2 separate regions of the Sus scrofa genome follow, and region 1 is linked to region 2. Evidence: chromatin contacts called from public Hi-C data. All regions are on one chromosome and are shown on one strand. Each heading gives the region's core, a stretch centred on a gene start, on an enhancer-like site or on the middle of the called end of the contact. The rest is flanking DNA. Distances are from core to core; before and after follow the strand shown.

Region 1 (7,441 bases), core at 2,831-5,330, 500 kb after region 2:
CTACATGTCCGTGTCAGAGATATTAAATGCACTCAGTGTTGTGCACCATCACCACCTTCCATCTCCATAAATTTTTCCATCTCATGAAACTGAAACTCAATACCCATTAAACACCAGCTCCTCAGACTCTCCTCCCCTACCCCATGGCAACCACCACTGTACTTTCTGTCTTTATAATTTTGACTGTTCTAAGTACCCCATATAAGTGGAGTCACACTGTATTTATACTTTTGTAACTGACTTATTTCACTCAGCATAATGTCCTCAAGGTTCACCCATGTTGTAGTATAATGCAAAATTTTCTTCCTTTTAAAGGCTGAGTAATATTCCATTGCATGTATGTAGAATTTGCTTATCTATTCATCAGTTGATGGACACTTGTGTTGCTTCAACATTTTAGCTACTGTGAATAATGGTGCTATGAACATGGTGGACAAATATCTCTTCAAGACCTTGCTTCCAGTTCTTTTGGATATATAGCAGAAGTGGAACTGGTGGAACATATGGTAACTCTATTTTTAGTTTTGCATGTGCTGCCATGCTGCTTCCCACAGCAGTTTCATCATTCTACCCTCCCACCAAGAGTGCACAGGTGTCCCGATTTCTCCAAATCTTCACCTGCACTGGTTGTTTTCTGGTTTGGGAATTTACATTTTCCTAATAATTACTGATGTTGAATATCTTATCATGTGATTATTGGCCATTTGTATAATCCTTTTTTCAGAAATGTCTATTTAAATCCTTTGTCAACTTTTGAATTTTTTGTTTGTTTTTGTGTTGTCTTTTAGGAGTTCTCTATATATTCTGGATATTAATCCTATATCAGATACATGATTGGCAAATATTTCCTCTCATTCTATGGGTTGTTATTTACTCTGTAGTGTATTTGATGCACTCATTAAAAAAATTGTCATGAAGTCCAATTTGTCTATTTCTCTTCTTACCTGTGCCTTTGGTGTCATATCTAAGAAATCACTGCCAAATCCAACATCTTAAAGTTTTGTCTTATGTTTTCTAAAAGTTATTGTTTGAGGCCTTATATTTTAGGTTCTTGATCCAATTTGAGTTAATTTTTGTATATGGAGTTCGGTAAAAGTCCACCTTCATTCTTTTGCACGTAAAGACCGAGTTTTCCCAGCATTAACTGCTTTTTTTTTTTTTTTTTTTTTTGTCATTTTGCCATTTCTAGGGCCGCTTCTGCGGCACATGGAAGTTCCCAGGCTAGGGGTCCAATCGGAGCTACAGCTGCTGGTCTACGCTAGAGCCACAGGAACGCTGGATCCGAGCCGCGTCTGTAACCTACACCACAGCTCGCGGCAACGCCGGATCCTTAACCCACTGAGCAAGGCCAGGGATCAAACCCACAACCTCATGGTTCCTAGTCAGACTCGTTAACCACTGAGCCATTTCAGGAACTCCCCCAGCATTAACTGTTGAAAAGACTGTCCCTTCCTATTGAATGGTCTTGGTACCCTTGTCAAAAATCATTTGACCATATATGTGAGGTTTTATCTTCAGGCTCTCTTTTCTATTCCATTGGTCTTTATATCTGTGTTTACGCCAATGCCACACCCTTTTTATATAGCTTTATAGTAAGTCATGAAATCAGGGGTGTAAATCCTCCAGTTTTGTTCTTTTTCAAGTTCTTTTTGGCTATTTGAGGTCCCTTGAGATTCTATACGAATTTTAGGATTTTTTTTTAACTCTTTCTGCAAAAAATATCACTGGAATTTTCATAGGGATTATACTTAATCTGTAGACAGTTTTGGGTAGTATTGACTTTTTAACAAGATTGTCTTCTAAAACGTTAACATGGGCTGTATTTCAATTTACTTATGTCTGCTTTAATTTCTTTCAGTGATGTTTTGTAGTTCTTATCATGTAAGTATTTTACCTCCTATTTTAAATTAATCTCTAAGTATTTTACTCTTCTTTGGATTCTATAGTAAAGGCAATTGTTTTGCAATTTTCTTTTTAGGTTGATCATTGTTAATATATAGAAATGCAATTGATTTTTGTGTGTTGACCTATATCCCCCAATTTGCTGAATTTTCTTTCATTCTAACAGGTTTGTGTGTGTGTGGGTGTGTGTGTAGAATCTTTAGAGTTTACTACATGTAAGATCATATCATTTGCAAACATAGAAAATTTTATCTCTTCCTTTCCTATTTGTAGGGATTTTGTGGTTTTTTTTCTTGCGTAATTACTCTGGCTAGAACTTTCATTACTATGCTGACTAGAATTGGTGAAAGTGGGCATCCTTGTCTTGTTTCTAATCTTAGAGGAAAAGCTTTCAGTCTCTCAGTCACTGAGTACAATGTTCACTAGGGTTTTTCACATATGACATTTATTATGCTGAAATAGTTTCCTTGTATTCCTAGTTTATTGAGTGTTTTTATCATGAAACGGTGTTGAATTTTGTCGTGTTTTTTCTGCACTGAATGAGATGACCGTATGTTCTTTTTCCCCCTCCATTCTGTTGATGTGACATATCACACTGATTGATTTTCATGTGATGAACCACCCTTGCATTCCAGGAATAATCCCACTTGGTTATGGTGTATAATCCTTTCAGTATGCTGCTGGATCATGCTTGCTGGTGTTTTGTTAATCATTTTTGCGTTGATATTCCTAAGGGATATTGACCTGTAGATTTCTTCTCTGGAGTCTCTGTTTGACTTTGTTGTCAGAGTAATGAAGGCCTTATAGAATGAGTTAGAAAGGGTTCCTTCTCCTTCAGTTTTTGAGAAAAGTTTAAGAAGGACTGGCATTAATTCTTTAAAAGTTCCGTGAGTGAAGACTCCGGTCCGGAGCTCTTCTTGGACAGTAGAGATTTGATTGCTGATTCAATATCCTTACTGTTATAGGTCTATTTGGATTTTCTATTTCTTATGATTTTAGTCTGGTAAGTTTTATGTTTCCAGAAATTTATTCAAAACTGCCACTACATTTGTCTTATTTTTTAAAAAATTTCACATACATCATGGTCATGTCCCACTCTGTAAAATATCTTGTGGAAGCATGCCTGTACGTGATTACACAATACTCAGTCCCAGGAGCATGTCATACATTATCTAACCTTCTTTCTATTGTTGAATGTAGGTTGATTTTAACTGTCTGCAGGAATATCCACATACTGTGCACACAGCTCTTGGTTCCTTAGCATAAGCTCCTAGGAGTAGTTTCTGGATCACTGGGTCTGTAAGCGATATTTCCTGCTCTGACCAAGTCTTTTGAGATAATGCCAGGGTGGAAATTAGGCTCAAATTCTAAGCTAGCAGTTGAGCAATATGAACAATTTATTTATGATATTTCTTGTATCCTATTACTCCAGTTCTATTTATCCAGTTAATTATCTTCTTAATAGATAGAAAATTCTGGATAGAAATATAATTAGCTTTAATAGCAATAAATCTTAAATACAACTTTATAGCAGTTTTATTTTACCCTTGTCTTCAATAGTCACATGCGAATTCACTAACCTTATTTAAAACATGACAACTGACTAATCATAACCATGATCATCCAACCATAAATTTATTTACTGAAAATGTGATCTTACCAGATATGGTGCTAAGCCCCTTATATGTGTTATCTCATCAACAAATGCCCGAGCAGGTGGTGTAATAAGCTGTAGTTTATAGATGAGCAACCAGAGGCATTGAGAAGTCCAACCTGACAGCCTCTTTAAAAGCCACAACAGAGACCTAAGCCTAGGTCTTTCTTTAACAATCATTTAGTGCTCACTACAAAGCAATAGATTTTCTAAACTACAAAAATGAGGAAGTTTACAACTGACAAAGTCTTGAGAGGTTTGTTATATGTGCAATGGAACATAGCTAATAAATGGTGGATCCAGGCTCAGGCAAATACCAGATGTCCTCTGTTTGGGAGTTGCCTTTCTCTGGACGCTAAAGTGCAAATTAGGAAAAGGAGCCACTTAGGGCTAAGCAATTAAAAAAGTTTTTTTTTTTTTTTTTTTTTTTTTTTTTCCTCTCTCAGATTGACAATAGACCAGGCTGCCTGAGCAGAGAAAACTCTGGACTTTGGCCCTTCCACCAATAGTGTCCTATTATGGGAAGCTGGTGCAGGCGCTCTCTCACAGCTCTGGCTTGTTCTCTCCCTCCCGCTTCTCTCCCCACCTCCCTCCCCCACCTCCTGCTTTCTCTCTCTCCTCTCCCCAGCACTCTCTCCCCCTCCCTCTCCACCCACCCCCGCTTTCCCCTCCTCCCCTTCTGCTCAGAATGTCTCCCCCCCCCTTGCTCTCTCTTCTCCCTGCTCTCGCTCCCCCCCCCACCGCCCGCTCAGCGTCCCCCTCCTGCCCGCGCTCTCTCCCTCTCCCTCCTCCTCCCCAGGACCACGGTCGTCTTTTCCGATCAGTGGGGCCTCTTCCGGTGACACTACCTGGGTCGGCTGGTTCTCAGGAGGCCTGGTTTCTTCTGTTCTGTCACTGACTATGGGATTTTGCTTCACGGAAATTCAAGGTCTCAGAACCCATTTGCAACCTGCTGCGGTTCTCGGATCCTGGGTCGCTAGATGGTAAGCATTCGCCAAACCTGGTTGAAAACATTCAGCTGCTGCCCCTGCTAACCCCTAAACAGGCCCCTCCTGGTGCCCATTGGCGTTTCTGGAAACAAAACAGACCTTGATGTAAGGGAGCCACTGCCCGCAGCCCACAGGGTAGCTGGGGAGCCCCGCACCAGGCACACTCAACCGCAGCTTTGAGAGGTCAGCATTATCTTGAGTCGGCCTTAACATGAGATAACGTGGACATTTCACTCGTCTGGCAGATATTTTTAGACCTTTGTCCAACTTTCGAAAAAATGGAATTTTGGAAATGTTTTCTTTTAAACCTTTAACATTCCTAGGCTGATCCACTGCCCTAGTGAACCCGTGGTTTCCCCGCTGCGTTGATTACGGTAAAAACGGCAATCATTCTGGGAAATCTGTTCAGGTTTTTCCAAATCCAGGGAGCCTCGCCTCCGCTTCCTGCGAGTCCCGGCACCAGGTGCTCGGGTCTTGTCAGGCCCACAGCCGGCCTCCTGCCTGAGCTACGACGTGACCCAGGTCCCTACCAGATTCCTGGGTTCTTTCTACCTAACAAACAGACTGCGTTCTCTTTCGGTATAAGCAGTGCCCAGGTGATAATTTAGGGAATTAAAAAAGTCAAGTTTCCAAACAGTTGAGGTCACTTTAAGAATTCAAAGGATTTGAGACACCTGCGGGGGGGGGGGCGAATCCCGTTCGCTCTGCCCTCCCCCAAGTCCGGAAATGCCAGCTTAAAACGACAACCCGAGGCACTCCCAGGCTGGGAGGAGGCGGCTGATACCTGGATCTGAACCAGCTCAGTCCCTCCCGGACCCTTTGCCCCCCGGCGCCCTGGAGCCCTCACAGCTTCGGCGCGTGGGGCTCAGCGCGCAGCCCTCCAGCCTATTGGCTGCTAGGACTGCGTGTGGGTGGGAGCCGGGTCTGGGGCACGGGGCGGGGGCGTGGACCCGGGTCCAGGCCGGAGGTGGGGGCCGGGGCCTGGGCCGGGGCCGGAGGGGCGGGGCCGGACGGGCGGGTACTCCAGCGATTAGCCAATCCGTGAGGACTCCGGTTCGCCCTGACTCCAGACCAGCCGGCGGGAACTGGGGCGCCGCTCTACTCCGCCCGAGTTCGGAATTGGTAAAAGGACGGGCGGGAGCCGCAGCGGAAGCGCGTTTCCGCGGTGCGCTGAGGCTTGCGGATCCCCGAGGATGCGCGCCCTGCCAACCCTGGACGCGCCCCCAAACGAGCGGCTCCTGTTCCGGGACCTCGAGGCCCCCAGGGCCCGGGACGCGGCGGAGCCGGCGCGCAGGAGTGCCGTGGAGAGGCTGGCAGCCGACCGTGCCAAGTACGTGCGGGGTGCGCCGGGGGCGGGCCCAGGCCCGGTTGGCGAGGGCAACAGCCCCGAGGCGGTCGAAGGACAGACGGGCGACCCTCGGCCCCCGGCCCGAGTCTCCGGGCCCGTGGCGCGCAGGGCCATAGCGCGGAAGCCCCTGAGGCCAGACTCGCTGGTCATCTACCGGCAGAAATGCGAGTTCGTCCGAGGGCCGGGAGCCGACGGCCCTAAGGGGAGCCTGGTGAAGAAGCTCTTCCAGGGACCGGTCAAGGACAAGACGGCCCCCGGCGTGCCCCACGTGGGAGAGGAGGGCAGGGCCGAGGAGGCTGCCCGGACTGAGCCCGGCCGCGTAGTGGCTCCCGCAGTCCCAGGGCCCCCGACGCTCCCGGAGCCCGCCCCGCCTGTCGAGGCGGCCCCCAGGGTCCCGGCTGCGCCCCGGGACCCAGAGCTCGAGGGGCCTCGCCCCGGGACCCTGCGAGGAGCGAGGCGCCGGGGACTGCAGCGCTCGCAGTCCGACCTCAGCTCCCGCTACTCCGCATCCTTGGCCGAGTTCGACACCTTCTTCCAGTACTGCGGCTTGGAGCCCGAGGTGGTGGAGGCGCTGGGGAGGGAGAACTTCTCCGCGGCGTCGGATCGCGTCGCCCTCAAGGTCCGCAGCGTGAGCGTCGCCACCTCCGATAGCGGCTTCTCCCGGCACAGCGGCGGCGACGAGGGGCTGCAGGAGGACGAGCTGACGGAGCAGGGGTCCGGCACCACCTCCGTGGTGGAGAGGAACGCTCGTATCATCAAGTGGCTGTACACCTGTAAGAAGGCCAGAGAGGCCCCGGGCCAGGGGCTGCAGGGCCCGGCGTGACCCCTGCGCCTCGGTGACACCTGGCCCCAGGTGCGCTTCCAGGAAGGCCGGGAGGGGTGTCTGTGAGGGCTCGGTGAGTGTGGCCGAGCTGGGAGGGCCTTGTCCTCTAAAGCACAACAGACCCTAGAGAGAGAGACGCAGAGGCTCCTGCGCTGCTCAAGAGTGCAGGTCCACCTGTTGTGCTGGCAACCCAGGTCCCCCGCAGGTCCTGTGCCGTTTCTTTTGAGTGTGCCTTCTGGCTGCCAGGAAGGTAGTTCTGTACAGTAACACCTGTTGGTTTATTATTGTAAAAACAGGAGGAATTGGAATTATAAATGAGCAGTCAGAAAGGAGTTTTAACATCTCTGCTATACCCTGCTTTGAAAATAGCCTGGGAGCCCCAGGCCCTGTGTGAATTGACTTGTGGGCTTCCTGAGCTTGGACCCATCAGAGCTGACTAGTCAGCTTGTGGGCTTCGGGTGGGGCTGCCCTCTCCCATGCTGCAGAACTGAAGGCTCTGCACTTCCAGGAGGCCTTTACCAAAGCAGGAGAGAGAAAGAACTCTCTCCAGAATCTTGTTAGCAGTTGATGTATCCCTTTAGCTGCAAAGATCTCTATTTGGCTAAATTTTGTTCAAACTGTTTTGAGACCTTTCTAAGGAGAGTCGCTGGAGCAGCTTCATTCAGGAGAAGGAGCTTTGGTTGTTGAGTTGGGGCAGGACTAGATCCTACCTAGAACTCTAAGTG
Region 2 (6,788 bases), core at 478-2,977:
GTCTTGGGAGCCGCGGGAAGGTCAGGATCCTGGAGCTGTGAGGCTTCCGCGGGCCGCCAGGGGGCGGAAGAGGAAATCCGGGCAAAGGCTGTGGAAAGGCGCTGGGCTGTGTCTGTGTCGGGAAGCGCTCCGTCCTCACCCGTGAGCTCCTACAAGCCCAACCCGGCCTCACTGCCCTGGCCTCTCACCACCACACCTCCACCCAGGGCTCCGCGGACGGCTGTCCTCCGGGAGACGGCCGACGCGCTGCGTGGATGGACGGACAGATGGACAGACGGACGGACATGTGGGGGATGGAAGGAGGGAGGGAGGGAGGAGGAGGAGGGGAGGGGATTTTAAGGACTGGCTCACGCCCCGGTGCCCTGGCAGGTCCTAGTTTTAGAGGCAGGTCAGGGGACTAGGAACGCCCGCAGGAGGGCACGCTGAGACTCTGCAGAATTTCTTCTCCGGGAAACCTCAGTTCCTGCTCTTAAGACCTTGAACAGACTGGAGGAGGGACCCCTCCTCTCCTAGACAGCCGGTCGCAGACAGGAACCAACGTTAGTCTCACCTCCCAAGGCCTTTGGCACAGCACCGGGACTAGCGTGTGGCCTGTCACTGGGCCAATGGCCCAGCCAATGGACACATAAAATTAGCTGCCCGAGCTGACCTCGGGAGGCCCAGGTTGAGGTGTTGGGAGAGATGTGGCTTTTCCCACTTAAACCCGAGGGACCAGAGCCATTTGGACAGCGGAGTGGCCCAGTCGAAGCGGCACATTCTCTGTTGCTGCAGGGCTGGGGGGTGGAGCAGCGGACCTGCGGGCCCGAGGTATGAGAAACAGTTGGAGGGACACATGGGTGACCCAGAGGAAAAATGACATTTTCAGGGAGAGTAAGGTTTTGGGTTTCTGATATGCAAGGCTGAAATTCTTGGGGGTCCCCAGAGAAAAAGCAAAATGAGTGTGGCCCCGGGCGTGGGCTCTGGGGGAGACGCGGGACTGGCCAGTGTGCAGGACCCCCGGGGGGCGTGACTGGACGGCTACCCCACGTGGTGACTGGGGTGAGAACGTCTGTCATGGACGTGCAGCCTCCGGAGGGGTCTAGAACCAGACCCCCGCTCAGCCGCACCCAGATGCAGCCCCACCGACGTGCAGGAGCAGCTGTTTGCCGACAGGGTGGCAGGAGCGAGCCAGGTCACCTCAGCCCCACTGTGGCACTTCCGGTCACGCAACAGTGTGGGTGTCAGAACAGACCCAGGCGCCTCTGAGGCTGAGGCTTGGTGACTGTGTGGCTTTGACGTCCTCCACTGTCACCGCAGAGACTGGATCCTTGAGGAAAGTGCTGGGGTGAGGCTGTGAACACACACACACACACACACACACACACGCAGGTGGGGCCCCTCCTTCCCAGGGCTTCTGCTCCAGACAAGGCCCCCCTGGAAGAGGCCACAGGGGAGAAACCAAAGGTCCATGAGGGTCCACCTGGTCCAGCGCTGCCTCCTAACAGTCCTGGGGGCAGCAGTGCACAGCCCTGGGCAGTGACCAGGCCTCAGGGGCTCCGCCGGGGAGCCCGGCAGCCTGGCTCTAATCCTGCAGCAGAGTGTGTCTGTGTGTTAGACAGACAAGGAGAGCGGGGTGGGGGGGGGGAGACAGAGAGACGGAAAGAGAAACGGAGACAGAGAGAGATTAAGGGAGAGAGACAGAAAGAGATAGAGACAGAGAGAGATTAAGAGACAGAGATTAAGAGACAGAGAGACAGAGCAAGCCCTTGGAATCCTGCCTGGGACTTGCCGGCGCTCCCAACGTGTTTTATAAAAGGACAAAAACCCTCTCGCATAGTGCGGACACGGCGGCCAGAGGACGTGAAGCAAACTTGGCTTAGGCCCCAGATCGTGGGCGGAGACCTGGGATTGGAACTTGGGGGCCCAACCTGGCCTCCACACGGCACCCCAGGCAGCCCTGGGAAGGGGGCGCCGCAGCCGGACGCACGGCTGGAGGTCCTCGCCCCGCCCCGGCCCTTGGGGAGGTGGGGGTGGGAAGGGAGGAGCCGCGCGCATGTGCACAGCTGGCGCCCCCCGCCCCCCGCGCACAGCTGGGACGTGGGCCGCAGTTGGGCGGCGGGAGGGCGCAGTCCAGAGCCGGCAGCCGACGCGCCGGGCCCTCACGATCGGTCCGAGTGTCCGCGTGTCCTGCGCGCCGTGGGCCATGGCCGTGCACCCCGCGCGTCCCGCGCGCCCCTGCCTGCTGGCGCTTGTGATGTGCTGCTGCTGGGGGGTGCTGGCCGTGGTCGCCCAAAAGCCGGGCAACGGGTGTCCTAGCCGCTGCCTGTGCTTCCGCACCACCGTGCGCTGCATGCATTTGCTGCTGGAGGCCGTGCCCGCCGTGGCGCCGCAGACGTCCATCCTGTGAGTGCGGCGGGGCGCGGGGCCCCGAGGGGCAAGGCGCGCGGGAGGATCGAGGGCCGGGGTCCGGGGTCCGGGAGGGAGGATGGTGCGGCGGGGCCTTTGTCCGCCCTGGCCGGGGCACGGGGGGCGGACCTGAGCGCAGCGCGCGCCGCCTCTGGAGCCGCCTTTGTTCGGAGCTCGGAATCCCCGCTGGACGGGGAAGTTGTTGGGAGCAGGCGGGGGAAGCCCGGCCGCCCCGCCCGGCCCGGTCCTGCTCGCTGCCGTCCTCCGCTCGCCTTTGCCCCCTTCCCGCCCCTTTCCGGGCCCCTCTCCTCCCCGCGCCCCGCGCCCCCTCCTCCGCTTCCCCCCTCCTCTCCTCCCCCCTCCCCTCCTTCCCCTCCTCCCACTCGGCGGTTCCCGCTCCGGTTTCCCGGTCCTCCCTGGGCGCGGTACCCCCGCCCCCGCACTGGGGGAGCCTCCCGGGCGCATCCTCCGTGACCCACGGCGGCAGCGCCCCCACGTCCCCGCATCGGCCGGGGCGCGGGGAGCCTCCTGCCCGGGTAGTCGCGAGCCCTGCGGGGCGCACGGTTTTCTCTCGGGCTTGCTCTGCGCCGCGGGAGAGCGGGGCCGAGCTCCGGGAGCGGCCGCGGTGCGGGTCCCTCCCCGAGTTGTGGCGCGGCGCGGCTGGCCGGGGGGTGGACAGAGTCGGGGTCCGAGCGGGTTGGCGCCTGGGACCCATCGCCGCTCTTGTCGCCAGCCAGGGCGCGCCGCGGCGGTGCCATCGGAGAGTCGGCGCTCCAGTGGCACCGAGCATCGCGCTCTCGCCCGGCTAGAGGAGGTCGCCGGCCCGGGATGCCGCCGAGGGGCTGCAGGCCTCGAGCTGTTCGCCCGCGACTCGGATGAGAAATTTTCAGAATCTGAAAAGGCCGCCTGCGCTTCAGGCGCCGACCGTACCGAGCGTCCTGCAGCTGCCCTCTGAATGCCAAAAATAGTTTCCACTTTTCTTGGCTGAGCAGGAGTGCTTTTGGCACCACCGAGCAGCCTGCAAAAGTTGTAAAATCTTGAGTGAACTATTCAGGAAGTGGGCGGTCAGTGTTCCTACTTTTAAAACAAGGACGGACCACTCAGCTCTTGGGCGCTGACTCTCCTGGCAGCTTCCTTGGGGTCTTTGGCGGGGCCTGCGCTCAGCCTGCGACTCTGTTCCTTCCCCTGTGGAGGCGGGGGTGCCAGACGCATGGGGCTCTGAAGAAAAGGACTTGCAGACAGGCCGGGGGAGGGTTTCTGGATGGGGTAATTTAATTCTTTAGTGAGTCAGTGGAAAAAACTTGGGCCCTGAAGCCATTTTTCACATCTGGCCAACGGCTAATGCTTGCGCTGTGCTTGGCCCTCCTATCCGAATTGCTTTTCAAAAAGAACAATATTGAAGAAAATGAGTGTCACGGAACAGAAAAGGTGCCCCCAGCCTCCCGTTCCCACAGACCCCCCAGCCCAGGGTAGGAGGGACGGGACCCTGCTTAGCACTGGCCTCTCTCCCAGAAAGCCCCCCTCTACCTCCTGCTTTGCCTGGGGTCTCACAGTTTTCAGGGGCGTTTTGAAATGCCTTTGCTGGGTCTCACTGACTCCGAGAGGAGGCGGGGTGCGGAGCACAACAGACCCCTCACTGAAACAAGCGGGTTGCGGGTGACATGAACACACACCCCGTTTACAGCTGTGTAGATGCAGGCGCAGGGTGAGGAAGCTCCCATTGCTGCTGCTGTGGGCCTGGAACCAGGAGGAGCTGAGTCCTGGGTGGGGGTTCCAGCGGCTGGGACTGCGGCCACAGAAGGGCAGCGATGGGGGGCCCAGGAGGGAGCCGTGCTGACGAGGGCAGGCGGGCTCTGGGGCGTTGCGGGGCTTGGGGACTGTCTGGCGTGTCCTTGGTGGGGCACAGGCATGTCGCCGTAGGTCCTCCCGGGGCAGAAATGTTTTCACTTTCGGCTTTTCTCCGAGGTGTCTGTTCTCATGCATCTGCTAGTATGCGATTCCTCTCTATTAAAAAAAGAAACAAGGCTTGGTGGAAAGTGGGGACTTCGTAGGACCCGGCCCCAGAGTTAGGGGGGCTGCTCAGCATCACTCCACCCTCTGCTCCCCGGCCCCCTGCCCCCACGCCCCAAGATTGAATGGGAATCGCTGGGAAAACAGACTTGTCCACATGGGGCCAAGAGTGGGCAAAACAGCTCCGTGGTTGGGGCTTCAGAAATGATGGCCCAGGAGTGTCTTGTGGCTCAGGTCTGACCCTGGGAAGTGGGACAGGTGTTCCAGAATGAAGGGCGGCCAGACGCCCTGAGGTCCCGAGTCCTCTCCTCACTGTCCAGAGCCGTGCTCTGCAGCCCAGAAGCTTTGCAAGAAATATTTGTTTAAATTTTGAGTATTTTCTGCCTAACACTACTGTAGGCGTTTGTCCCCAGGGTGATTAAGAAGCTAATGTTAAAACACACTGTGTGGCACCTCTGCTCTGCCCCCTTCCTGTCCCCTCTCTCACTCTGGACCTTTGGGGAGGGCACATCCTCACGTGCTCCTCAGAGGTCCCTGGCTGCCGACCACTGCCGACCACGGGACAGGAAACCCTGGTGTCGGAGGGAGCCTGGGGACGCGGGCTGGGGTGGCCCTGGGGGGGTGTGAACTGGCCCCACAGCAGGCAGGGGGTGCCCTGTCCCCTGGTGTCATGGTCAGCCCACCAGACAGCTGCTCCCAAATCCATCAGCTTCTGCTGACCTGTGTGTTTGGGCCTGTGTGTCTTCCAGATCCCGCCTCTCAGAGCCCCCGGTCCACTAGCGGGTGAGGGAGGTGACCGTCCAGTCGCACTGGCCCTGTGGGACTGCAGGAGGCTGGCCCTGGGTGAGTGGACAGCCGCTGGGCCACAGCCACACTCAGTCCTTCCTGCAGGCCCCCTGTGGAACCTGACTCCTAGGTCGACAGTCTTCAGGCCACTTAACCGTTTGCCTTTGTCCCTGGAGACCAGCCCCTGAGTCACACCTCACACCCTCAGCCTCCATGGAAGCTTCTAGAGCCTGGCTGCTGGGAGGGTGGGGTTTTCCTCCAGCTCCCCTTCGCTCCAGGTGAGGCGGGCGGAGGGAGGCATCTTCTGGGTCAGGAGGGCGTCTCTTGCCGCTCAGCATCCGCCCCCCCGCCCCGTCCTCCTGGGGCTCAGGGACCATCCTGCAGGACGCGCTCGGCCCTGGAGGACTGGTCTCTCTGCCCGCCCTGGGTGGGGTGCTACAAGGTCGGCAGATGTGAGCAGCATCCGGCGGCCGGTCTCTGCAGGTCACCGGTACCCAGCGGGGACAGTGGCCTTTGAGCTGCGGACTTGGACGCACATGAAGCCGAGCTCTCCTTTGAAACTCCCAGGTGGGACGAAGTCAGATCTGTATGGTCACAGTTCCCGCGCATTTGGAAGGCGCCGAGGGATGTTTTTGGAGTCTTTAAATACTGGTCTCTCGTCTTTCCAAAGTGGTGGTGGGCCAGCTACCTCCTTGCACCGGGAACGGCTCTGTGGTGTCCCCAGCCACGCAGAGGTCTCTGGCGCCCAGGTGCTGTGTTCAGAAGAGGGACCTCGATGACCTGAGGAAGCAGCCAGAGGCCCCCCCCCGCCGCTGCCGTGCCTGACGGCAGCCCTCGGGGAGCACGTCCTGGCTCCGTTCAACAGATTTATGCCTGAACACGTGCCTTGGAGCTGCGGCTGGATGAGCTCCTGGGGGGCTGCAGCTGGTCGGCTGTAAAGGCCCCTCCTTTGAGTTTTTACCGAATCCAGGACTCAAGACGATAGTTGTAAGAAGAAAGCACAGGTCCCCGTGACAGGATCCATGTGGCCGAGGCTCATCCTGGGTCCGGACGCCTTGGCCAGAGGCAGCTTCCTCCGCTGGGCGCTCTGGCGGCCGCCCCCTCCATTCTGTGACTCGGCGTCCCTTCGTGGGGACGTGGGCAGCCGCCGCTTCCCTTCCAACAGCCCCGAGGGCAGCAAGTGACTCGTCCCAAGCACGAGTTCTGGGGACCCCCAGGACCCTCTGACTGTCCCCACGGAGCCTCGGGTGGGGGAGGTCTTGCCCATCGGACTGGGCCTGGGGCTTTGGAGCCAGGGACTGAATCTGCTCTGCGCGATGACATGAGGGCGTGTCGCCGGGAGGCACACAGGGCTTCCTATTGGATGCAGGGGCGGCCGGGCCCAGCAGACCAGAGCGGCCCGCTGCTCCCGTTAAAGTGTCCAGGGCGAGATGTCAGCACAGCAGTGACGGAGGCCGGGTGTCCGGAGTGGCCTGTCCCTGGCGTGAGCGCCGCTGAAGGTGGGAGGCCCCGCACAGGGGTTCCCTTTGGCCAAGTGGGGTTTCTGTCTTGCTGGTTGGAGGTGCCCAGCTCTTTCTCAAGCTCTTGCCGATGGGGGAAACTGGAGT

The links. A called contact is a pair of places that touch in the nucleus more often than the background predicts.
Region 1: a Hi-C map of liver shows a contact between it and region 2, with 5 times the contacts expected there. The contact joins the promoter of FAM110C here to the promoter of PXDN in region 2. A contact is called at or near these places in 2 of 47 Hi-C or Micro-C datasets (heart right ventricle and liver).

Annotation. Positions count from the first base shown.
Region 1 is chr3:132,805,958-132,813,398 of Sscrofa11.1, forward strand. FAM110C (protein FAM110C) reads left to right here and starts at 4,081. Exons shown (of 2, transcript XR_002342890.1): 1 at 4,081-4,539. It overlaps LOC110260067 (a long non-coding RNA gene), which reads right to left and starts at 4,520. Exons shown (of 3, transcript XR_002342891.1): 1 at 4,405-4,520.
Region 2 is chr3:132,304,561-132,311,348 of Sscrofa11.1, forward strand. PXDN (peroxidasin homolog) reads left to right here and starts at 1,728. Exons shown (of 22, transcript XM_005662789.3): 1 at 1,728-2,382. The coding sequence starts at 2,033.